3 separate regions of the Mus musculus genome follow, and regions 1 and 2 are each linked to region 3. A link is a contact called in public HiChIP or PLAC-seq data. All regions are on one chromosome and are shown on one strand. Each heading gives the region's core, a stretch centred on a gene start, on an enhancer-like site or on the middle of the called end of the contact. The rest is flanking DNA. Distances are from core to core; before and after follow the strand shown. Region 1 overlaps Gm35164 (predicted gene, 35164). Region 2 overlaps Cacna2d3 (calcium channel, voltage-dependent, alpha2/delta subunit 3). Region 3 overlaps Cacna2d3 (calcium channel, voltage-dependent, alpha2/delta subunit 3).

What was found. HiChIP or PLAC-seq counts read pairs in DNA pulled down with a chosen protein or histone mark.
Region 1: an H3K27ac HiChIP or PLAC-seq map of VIP interneurons shows a contact between it and region 3, with 2.9 times the contacts expected there. The contact joins two enhancer-like sites. A contact is called at or near these places in 2 of 484 Hi-C or Micro-C datasets (both in uterus), 1 of 115 datasets of contacts at active chromatin or transcription factors (VIP interneurons) and 1 of 9 other capture datasets (adipose tissue).
Region 2: an H3K27ac HiChIP or PLAC-seq map of VIP interneurons shows a contact between it and region 3, with 2.9 times the contacts expected there. The contact joins two enhancer-like sites. A contact is called at or near these places in 1 of 39 promoter capture datasets (hippocampal neurons), 35 of 484 Hi-C or Micro-C datasets (3T3-L1-derived adipocytes, brain, cardiomyocytes and 23 more) and 5 of 115 datasets of contacts at active chromatin or transcription factors (VIP interneurons, astrocytes, embryonic basal ganglia and 2 more).

What each region holds. Positions count from the first base shown.
Region 1 is chr14:28,697,907-28,701,314 of GRCm38.p6, forward strand. It overlaps Gm35164 (predicted gene, 35164), which reads left to right. Exons shown (of 3, transcript NR_168471.1): 3 at 1-143. Among named protein-coding and RNA genes, the nearest start is that of Gm35164, 50 kb to the left of the region's middle. Within about 2 kb of position 2,120, at least 2 of the 459 cell types and tissues checked have an H3K27ac peak or open chromatin away from gene starts, as enhancers often do. A contact at or near this core is called in VIP interneurons, where this site is marked.
Region 2 is chr14:29,436,557-29,439,922 of GRCm38.p6, forward strand. The region is part of intron 4 of Cacna2d3 (calcium channel, voltage-dependent, alpha2/delta subunit 3); the gene reads right to left. Among named protein-coding and RNA genes, the nearest start is that of Cacna2d3, 280 kb to the right of the region's middle. Within about 2 kb of position 1,940, at least 9 of the 459 cell types and tissues checked have an H3K27ac peak or open chromatin away from gene starts, as enhancers often do. A contact at or near this core is called in VIP interneurons, where this site is marked.
Region 3 is chr14:29,093,811-29,097,199 of GRCm38.p6, forward strand. The region is part of intron 17 of Cacna2d3 (calcium channel, voltage-dependent, alpha2/delta subunit 3); the gene reads right to left. Among named protein-coding and RNA genes, the nearest start is that of Lrtm1, 77 kb to the left of the region's middle. Within about 2 kb of position 1,756, at least 3 of the 459 cell types and tissues checked have an H3K27ac peak or open chromatin away from gene starts, as enhancers often do. A contact at or near this core is called in VIP interneurons, where this site is marked.

The sequences.
Region 1 (3,408 bases), core at 870-3,369, 400 kb before region 3:
GCCCTACTTATTCGCCTCCTGCTCTCTCTTTTTCCCTGTCCCTCGCTAAGTGTTTGCCAGCCTGGTTGGAGGAACAACATGTTTTCAATTTTCAGCATGCAAGTATTGTTGTGCAATAAATTGTTCTTGTCTGTTGGTTTTTATGTCATTGTGTGATGCTGTTTCAAACCAGAACATTCTTCAGAGCCTTGTCAGATGTTGATGGCCCCATTAGCAGAGTAAGCTCTCACTTATGCGAGCCTTTGCTCAAATATTCCTCCCCACAGAAGCCTTCCCGAATACCCTCTCAGTGACTTTCCTCTAAATCTGCAGCTCATTTTATTTTTCTGCCTAGTTACCACCGATTGACTCGATTTTGAATCCATTATCTTTTGACTTCACAAAACAAAGTAACCTTATGAGAAGGAGGACTTGATTGTATTCATCATTGTGTATGTAGCACAGTTAAGTTCCGGGCAAATGAAAAGGCCTTGCATTAGCTGTTCATCAAATGAATGATGGATGTCTTCTCTTGCGCGCGCCGGACTCAACCAGCAAGAACGACGCTGCAAGAACGACAGGATCCTTCTGCACATGTTTATTGGGAGAGCTTGATTGCAGAGGCGAAAAGACGCCGAGCCCAGAACTGGTGCTGCTTATATAGGCCTAGAAGAGGCGTGTCTCATACCCAGATTGGTTATGCACTATGCCTCATTTGCATGTTCCTCATCTGATTGGCTACTCTCTCTCTCTCTCTCTCTCTCTCTCTGTACCTCACAGAGCCTCATTATCATACCTCATTTGCATGTCTCACATCTGATTGGTTATATTCTCAGTACCTCATTAACATGCCCAGGCCAGGCAGTGACTTTGCAAAAAACTTTACTGCATATGTACACATTGGTTGTTTGTCCAAACTTATGCGTGGTGGCCAGCAGTAGTCAGTGCCACTCTGCAACGGCACATGTGGCTTCCCACAGTCTTCAGCTCCAGATCCATGGATACCTTGATATCCCTGTGCAAATAGCATTCTTGAATTTGAGACATTATTTACAACACGAAATCACTTCCTGAAATACTTTTATTGTATGAATATTAATCAATACCTATCTTGGCTAATGCTGAGGACAAAGTCCTCTTGTATGATGGGATCCAAAGCATACATTCTAAGCAATGTCAGAATGGGTGAAGCTAATAATTCACAAACTTTGCTTCTACCCATGATGCTATCCAATATAAGTGGACCTAAGATAGCCAGAAAAAGTCACCAGTTCTAAAACTTTTCAAACCCTAAACTCAAGATGAAACAATACTGGGTGACTTTTGTTAAATTCCCAGCCACACCCTTGCCCTTGGCTTACTGTTTTACAAATCCTGGCACTGCCTGCCTCACACACAGAGTAAATGGAAGGCGATGCATTTTCTAGAAGAACTCAGAAATCACTGAGCACGTGTATTTCAGCTTCCTGTTGCTTCAGAGGATAGTTGTTCAATCATTGGAAAGGAAGCAATGGATATGATGACTTCCCAAGAGAAAAAGATAGTTCTTAAAGAAGCACAATGCTTTTGGAGTTGTTGATTTATATATTCAACATATAGGCATTGTTTTAGCCATAAAAGCTGTTCTTAGGTCATTTGTGAGTAAAAATACTATATTAATAGTGTTTCTGGGGCTGCCCCAGAAAGAACATAGTTTCCCAATGTTCTACCCCTGAGTGTGTGAAGATGCCCCCCAGGCTAGGAAATGGTCCTTTCAGTCCAGTCTCTGGTGTGAGTATGCTGGTTGGGGGTCCATGATTTAGACCCTGCTATGGGGTATTTTATCTATGAATTCCTCCCTGTCCCCCGCCTGTGCCTGTGTTTGTTTTCTCAGCCTGCAATAAGCAGCCTCATCTATGGAGAAGTCTCCATATGCATTCAAACAGTCTTAGTCTTTAGAAGACTCTCCAACAAAGCTCTCAGAGTGTGTGTTTAGGGGGCTAATCATCTCCAGGCACCCCTAGAAGCTGTCATTGCTGTCATCTTCCTGTAAAAGCCTGGGCCCTTTGGAGTGCTCATAAATGGGCATTTTCATGCAGAGTCCATCATTTTGAATTGAATTTCAATAACCCCTCTAGTGGCTGCCTGCCAGCCTCAAAATGTCCGTGCTTGTGAAGCAAGCCTCGGTGAGTATGTTTGGAAGCTGGCTGGCTCTGGTTTTAGCAACATACTAGGCTGAGCCCAGAAAATATTTTGTGATATTTATTTTTACAGTATGAATGAGCAAAACATTCAAGAAAGTGTTGATGGGGCTCCAATTCTTAAACTCTGGCGTAGAAAATAGAAATTTGGGTTCTCTACTTGAGCCCCCAGCCTCACCCTCTTCTCCCCCCTTTCCAATGGTGGTGGATTGTTGCTGGCTTTGGCGCAGGCAGCAATGTGTTGAAATGCTATAAATTACAGTTAATGTGATATGATTCTGTTTACCCTTGTCCAACAGTGTTGAACCTACCAATTTTTCCTCTTTGGCTTCCCATGAATTAAGGCGATCAGAGAAGAGCCAGTTGGAAGGCTGGATCTTTTTCATTTTCACTCAGAGTCAATGACAAGTGCAAATGCTCAATTCTGGCTTGAAGGAAAAGGATGTTTGGCTTCAAGGAGGCATTCAGAGAAAGCCCTAGATACTGTCCTGCCTGCTTTTGAAGAAAAAGGATTATGTTCTGGGATGTAAGGAATTGTAAGCATGATTCGGTTTCCCAGATAGGATTCATACCAATAAAACTAAAATGGAAAATGCCAAAGACTTCCTAGCTAGGACCTGAATTCTGAACAGATGACTGCCATATTTGATTTTTCTCACTCAGATACACAAGAATCATCCTTAGGAGAAAAACCTATGGGAACCATCCTGTGTATACCATAGTCATTACAGAGCACTGGACCTTTTCAGGCAAAGTGACTCAGTTGGAATACAAGGATCTCAGCTACTCTGCATGTCACAGAGCTGAACGACCAGTATGACTGAGTGGCCCCAATGCCAATGAGAGTTTTTGTTGAGCAAGGGTGACATGGGTTGTACTTTATAAGAAGTCAGAGAGTCAACAGTTTCCAGGATATTGAAGAATTGAGAAATGGCTGCAATATATATTAATATAAATATAATATATATGTATATATTTATATTTAGATAAAATGCCCATAGCCACATATGAATATGTATATCAATATATTTTAGTGTTATATAATATGCACATTATATTTTATATAATATATACCATATAATATAACATGCAATATGTACATTGTATATTATATTTTATATATTAGAGTATAAATATATATGTATATATTTAAGAAAGCAATCGAATTGGGAAGAAGGTTACATTATGGCATGATCTAATTAAGCTTTGACTAAATGACTGCGAATGATTAGCTATGTCTTGAATGACA
Region 2 (3,366 bases), core at 690-3,189, 340 kb after region 3:
AATTCTCATAATTGATAACGGTAGGCATTTAAATCTACTTCCAACCAGGTTCCTGTCCCGGAACACGTGACCACAACACCCCATGGAGAGGACTCTGACAATCAGTCACACAGGGACAACACCTGAAGTCCTTCCTCATGCAGATGAGGCATCCCTAACATCTCAGGCCAAGCCAATAGAAAACATCTGCCTCTAGATCCCAACCTACCCCTGAAATGTTTATAAGACCCTATCTACAAGGAGTAAAGTGGACAAGTTATTTCACCAAAGATTGCCTGAAGTGCCTGTCTTACTGAGCTGTAACACTCCAAGGAAGAGTTTCCTCTCCTGAAGCTTTTGTTGCTGAACCTCGACCTGGCCCACCAGCCAAGTGTGCTAGCCTGACTTCAGCTACTTCCTTCTAGGTTCCCCACAACCCCCTGCAACCCCCACCCTGTCCTTGGCCCTAGCTACTTCCTGCATCTCACTGCCTGCCACCAACTCCAGTGTATCAGCTGTGGAAGAAGCCCAGAAACCCATCTTGCTCCAGCTCCCACCGAGAGCTGCAACTCTTTGGTCACTAGGGCCTGGCTAGAGCCCCTCAGACTCCTGTGGACAATGCCTGGTCTGCAGACCACTGTTTTAATTTATATCATTCCTTCCTTCCTCCCTCCCTCCCTCCCTTCCTTCTTTCCCTTTCCTGCCTTCTTTCCCTTCCCTTCCCCTTCCCCTTCCTTCCTTCCTTCCTTCCTTCCTTCCTTCCTTCCTTCCTTCCTCCCTTCCTCCCTTCCTCCCTTCCTCCCTTTCTTTAATTGAAAGTAGACTCTTGTTTCTATAATAGAGTGCATCCTGACCAGTGTCTTCTCTCTCCACTCCTCCCTCCTCCCCCAGATCCACACCCCTTCCACTTGCTCTTCAGAAGTGCTCCCGGAGATGAAATGACAGCAAAACAGGATAAAACAAGGTATGTTAAGACAAGGCAAAGGCCCTTACATTAAGGGTGGACAAGACGACCAACAGAAGAAAAAGATTCCCAAAAGATCAGGCAAAAGGGTCAAAGACACACCCGCTCCCACTGTTGGGTATCCCACAAAACTTCCAAGCTATCAGCCATAACATGCATGCCGAGGACCTGGTGAGACCCATGCAGGCCCTGTGCTTGCCCCTCAGTCTATGTGCGCCCATGTGAGCCCTGCTTAGGTGGTTCAGTGAGCTGTGTTCTTCTGAACACATGCTCGTGTCTCTAGCTGCATATGTAGCAGAAGATGGCCTAGTCGGCAATCATAGGGAAGAGAGGCCCCTTGGTCTAGCAAACTTTATATGCCTCAGTACAGGGGAACACCAGGGCCAAGAAGTGGGAGTGAGTGGGTAGGGGAGCAGGGCAGGGGGAGGGTATAGGGGACTTTTGGGATAGCATTTGAAATGTAAATGAAGAAAATATCTAATAAAAAAAAGTGGGAAAAAAATAAAAATAAAAGGAGGCCAGGGGTGGGGGAAGACAAAGAGCTGTGTGACCAGCAAGACTCCATTCAGAAAATGTGCCCCTGGGAAATGCGCTCAAGGAGAACTTGGGTCCCCAAACATGACACTGCTGACCAGTGTCACTGAAACTAGATACCATCAGCTGACACAGTGGGGAGAGGGCATGGAGGGGGACAAAAACAGAGTGTCATCACTATGCAACTCCTCATACAACATGCCTCATTGCTACTGGGTGGCTTGAAGGTCCAGGGAGCATGTTGCTGGCCCCTTATCTCTGCACTGCTCTGCACTGCTATCTGATGCTAAGATGTGAAAGCTTAGCCTGGCAGTGGAGCAGGAGAAAAACCCTGACTTTCCCAACTGGCGCAGTCTTGTTCTATCTCTGCTGCTGCTGCTGTCACTGGTGCTGGCAGAGTGGAGGCTCACCTCACCACAGGGCCCCACTGACAGTACTGTGCTGGAGCACACTAACACTGCCGGGGGAGGGCAGTGAGAGTGCATCTGGTTCAGCGAGACAGGCAATGGGAAACTAGCTCTTTGCACAGTTCTGATGATGCCCATTGAGTGGGAGCTCTCAAAGAGCCACAGCCCAGCATTGTGTGGCAGAAGATAGAGTCTGTGCTTAGCTCCCAGATATGGGAATGGCTGGGCATTGGTTTTTCTCATCACTACCTGACTGCTGAAGGGTATATATAGCCAAAAAGGGTGTTCTGCAATTAGGCAACCTTTCCACGGTCCTTGGTCTAGGAGCAACAGGCTTTTCCATATCTGTGTCTGCCAGAGGACAGGAGGGGAGGAGTGTTGTTCGTGAAGCATGGGGAGTAGTGAGGAAACCCGGGCGCATAGCCAGTTTGTTTTCCTGTCCAGTTGCCCCCGGGCCATTTATCTTTCCCTTCCCATCATTCAAACGTGTCCTAACTCATTTGTGTACCACGAGAGGATGCTAAGATTCAGTTAGTCACATGGGGATAAATGATGGTGGTTCCAGGGAGCTTCACAAGTTCCTGTTCTCAACCTCCATTCTCCTCCTCCCCCTCCTCCTCCCCTCCCCCTCCTTCTTCTCTTCTTTCTCCTCCTTCATCTTCTTCTCCTCCTGCTCCTCCTCCTTCTTCTCCCCCCCTTCTCCTCTTTCATCTCCTTCTTCTCTGCTTTGAGCCAAAATGTCAGCTTCACGATATTCTAACTAAAATATGTAAGTTTACTCCAACTTAAGACATTAGAAGAAGAAGAAGAAGAAGAAGAAGAAGAAGAAGAAGAAGAAGAAGAAGAAGAAGAAGAAGAAGACAGAATTCCACCACTTATGACTTGGACCCAGGCAAAAGGTCTGATCCGCGAGGCCATGGCATCAAGTAAGCTCTGGTAATCCCCAGCCTTCAGCAGAACATGGAGGAGGACAACTCAGGCAACACAGTGGAGGAGCCACAGGGAGCACCTTCCCAAACTGTTAACCTTTTCTTGCTTCTCACTTCGTACTTTAATGAAAATAAATTGAATCCAGGAAACTCTTCTTAAAATAATGCCTGAAATGATTTGCAAGAGAAAAAGCATATATCAACAGCAGCAGCAATAGGCATATTCTGAAAGTGTCCCATCCCTCACCCAGTCAGAGTGTTTGGTAAAGCCTTGGACTCTGAAGCAAGCCGGATGGGTAGGGGCACATCCATCGGGTCTGCTGGCAGGGACCACATCATCCAAAGTGGAGTGCTTTTGTTTAAAGAGAAAAATGCACATTCAGGGAGTGAGCTTTCCTCTCTCTCTCTCTCTCTCTCTCTCTCTCTCTCTCTCTCTCTCTGTGTGTGTGTGTGTGTGTACACTTGTGTATGTGTGTATATATCTGGAGGCTCAGTGTATCTTGCTGTACCTCCCTCTTCCAAATTTCTTCAAGACAAGGTCTTTTACCAAACC
Region 3 (3,389 bases), core at 506-3,005:
TAGGCCTGCACTCTACAGAAGACACTTCCCAGGATCTGAGTTTAATCCCAATTGTTGTGTTGGGTTTCCACCTCCCACACCAGGAACAGGAGGAGCTGGCTCTGTCACCGAAGGCCTTCTAGTCTACTGGAAGGCAGTTAGTTACTTCAGCCCTCTATGCAGTACAGGACAAGTCTTATCTGGAACCTGTCAAGGACCTTTCATTTTGACATCAGTGAAGCCATAAGGAAGTGACAAATTGGTGGCAAGGGGGTCGGGTGGGGCGGGGTGGGGGACAGTGGAGCAGGACAGGGGCAAACCTGGTTATCATGAGGAACCGTAACTTCTGAGAAAGCCTGGCTAAGACTCCTGGTTTTGGAGACGTTTCATGATTCACACCCAAATCATACAAGATGAAAGAAAATACTGGATAAAACCAAGCCAAACATGAAGTTTGGGGGAAAGATTTTTATTGGACAAATTAGAAAAATATTGGTGCTGTACTTTAGAGGAAGCCACTTCTTTCGTCTGGCTGCAAGGGCAGGAACAACCTCAGTGGCAGACAGAAGGAAACATGGGTTGTGTGAAGAAAGCTCTTCCCACCCTCCCCAGGCTGGCCACAACCCATGCTCACATTCACCATGCTAATCTGGCAGCCTTGGCCAGAACAGAGGGGAAGATCCATCTATAACGACTTCATTATAAGTCTGGGCTTGAGAGGACAAGAGTGGGACTTGGGTGTTGACTCCTCCCCCGAGCCGGTCAAGGAAGCTGCTAACAGCTCTCTGCTGCTTGCTGCACTGCAGAGCCCACCCAGGGCAGATTACCGCATGACAGCCACCAGAGTGCTAGCACATGCACAGGATCTTCTCACAGCCTCCAAAAGGGACACCGACTGAAAATCGTGGGGTTGAAGGGCCCTTTCATTCATCTTCCCACATGACTGACTACATGCTCGGTGGGTCAGCAGGGAGGGGATAGAAAACAGAGAATGAAGAAAGCAACCAGGATACCTGAAACCAGGATAGTTACAGGTACTTCACTGTGTGGCTTCTAGTCTCATTCTCAATGTGAACTGAGGAACAAACCAAAGAATCCCAACACACACACACACACACACACAGAAGGCTCACTTGGAGATACATAGCATAGTTGTTGTCTATACTCTGAATTACAGTGAGCCAAAAATAATTGTTCAACAACAAGAGAATACCCTGAAAAACCAACAAATAAACAAAAGCTATGTGTGTACCCAGTATGCACATGGGTCATTGATAATGCTTACTTACCAGGATAACCTTCTGAAAAATCAAAATGTGTTCTGCACGTGCAGGAACCATCTGACACTATTCTTTTCAGTCTTTAAAGAGGCCAACCCAGGTTGCTGCAGATCTACAGAGCCAGGACGGATGGGATGCTGAGATAACCCCCATCACCCCGTGACATCCTGGAACCTGCAGTACTGCAGGAGCTCTAACTTAACATTCTCCCCTTTACCATGACAACAAAGCAGGTATGTGTATGCTCTGATGAAAGCAGTGTTATCAGGGGAAGGCGGCTCACAGAAAGGCCATGTGACTCAGAAAGCTGGGATGAGGAAGGACTTCCTGTGTGAGATAGATCTCCTTCCACTTAGTGGCGCCTTCACTTAGAAGGAGAACAAGAAAAAAACAAAACAAAACCAAAAACCTCATTCAGAGTCACTCTATACTCTGTGCTCATATGTCGATAGGCTGATTCATGTCATCTCCAATGGAAGCATGCCCTAAAATCCTCTCCTAAACATCTAATGGCCTCAGAGGCAGCGACAGATGAATAGGACAGATGGTCCATTGGTCTGGCCATGCCTTGTCGTGAGTCAGTTGCAAAAGATGCATCTGGTTTGTGTTTTGACAAGTGAGCTGTAGAGCATTCTCTTAGACTATTTCACATATGGAAATCTGACCCTGGCCATCACTTCTGAGAAATCTACTCATCCCAGCAACTGAACATCAATAGGAATCGCAATAACTTGTATGTATGAGCATTCACGTGCCCAGAGTCAGTGCTGTTCGGAATGACCCACTCTTCCAGCCTTCCAGATGCCTTCCCAGTAGACAGAAACCCAACAACAGGCTATTTGCTATGTAACTGGGAGATACAAATGATTAGGGGGGCATGGGATTGTCTTATAGGGGACAGCTATTCACAAGGAAGCCACCACGATGACTGTGTGATCTGGTCCCAATTCCTTCCTCCTTCAAAAGCTGGTAAATGGGAAGTGAATTCATTCCCTGGCAGAAGAGTCAGGTTTGATCATTCCCCTGCCTCTGGTCTGCTCTAGTTTGGAACACGTTTGTGTCAGGAACCCATGCTTAGGCACACCCAACTCACTTGTATGTGCTCTGCCACTCAACAACCCCACTTGACAGCTTGGGGTGAGTAATGCGCTAAGCTCTTTAGACTCAAATACATCTTTAGACTGAAATATTTTTGAAATATCTGTGGCTTTTTCAATCAGACATTCCAGAAGCTTAGAGTTATAATTGAAATAAGTTGACCAGTTAGTTCAGTCCTTTACAGACACAGACACACACAGACACACATAGACACACACATACACACACACACACAGAGAGAGAGAGAGAGACAGAGAGAGAGAGAGGATCAGAGTCGTGTGTGTGTGTGTGTGTGTGTGTGTGTGTGTGTGTGTGTAAAGGCCGCCATCAAACATTACCATCAGTTCCATCTGAAAGTGAGCATATGGGATTCATGTGATGTGGTCATGACTCCATTAATACCAGGGCGATTAGAGCAAAGTTGGATGCTGATGATGGGAATCTCACATGGACAGTTTCTAAACAATGATGCAAGCGAGAAGAGAATGGGTCCCCACAGCGCTCGGCTGACAAGCATTTGCAGAGTTCTCTGCTGCTATGTACTATTCATAATGAAAGGGACAGAGACTTCTGCTATGGGCAGTACTGTGCATTTATGTGTGCGTGTGTGTGTGGCCAGAAAATGACCTACACATTCTCAACTTAGAAGGCCCTGTTCCTCCTAATATCCATATCTTCTTTAAAATAAGCTGAAGGCATGTCAATCTAGGAAGCTGTCTTTCTTGTAGCACATTCTAACTAGTCCAGGATGACAGACAATGTCACCCTCTCTCTCAACCCCTCCACGGGAGACACTGCCAGTGGGTGAGAGTCTCTCCTCATCTCCTTACTTTTCTCCTTCCTTTGCCTCATGGTGGATCTGGGATACTCAAGGCAAGTACTCCACACAGTCACACAGTCAGCCCTTTGCACACATTATCTTTCTACTAAGTTGCCTAGACTGGCCTTGAACTTGTGATGCTCAGTCATGGCCTCTTCTGACGAGAGGCACCTTCTGTCCTCTGGGAGACAGTTCTCACTGTTTTCCAGACC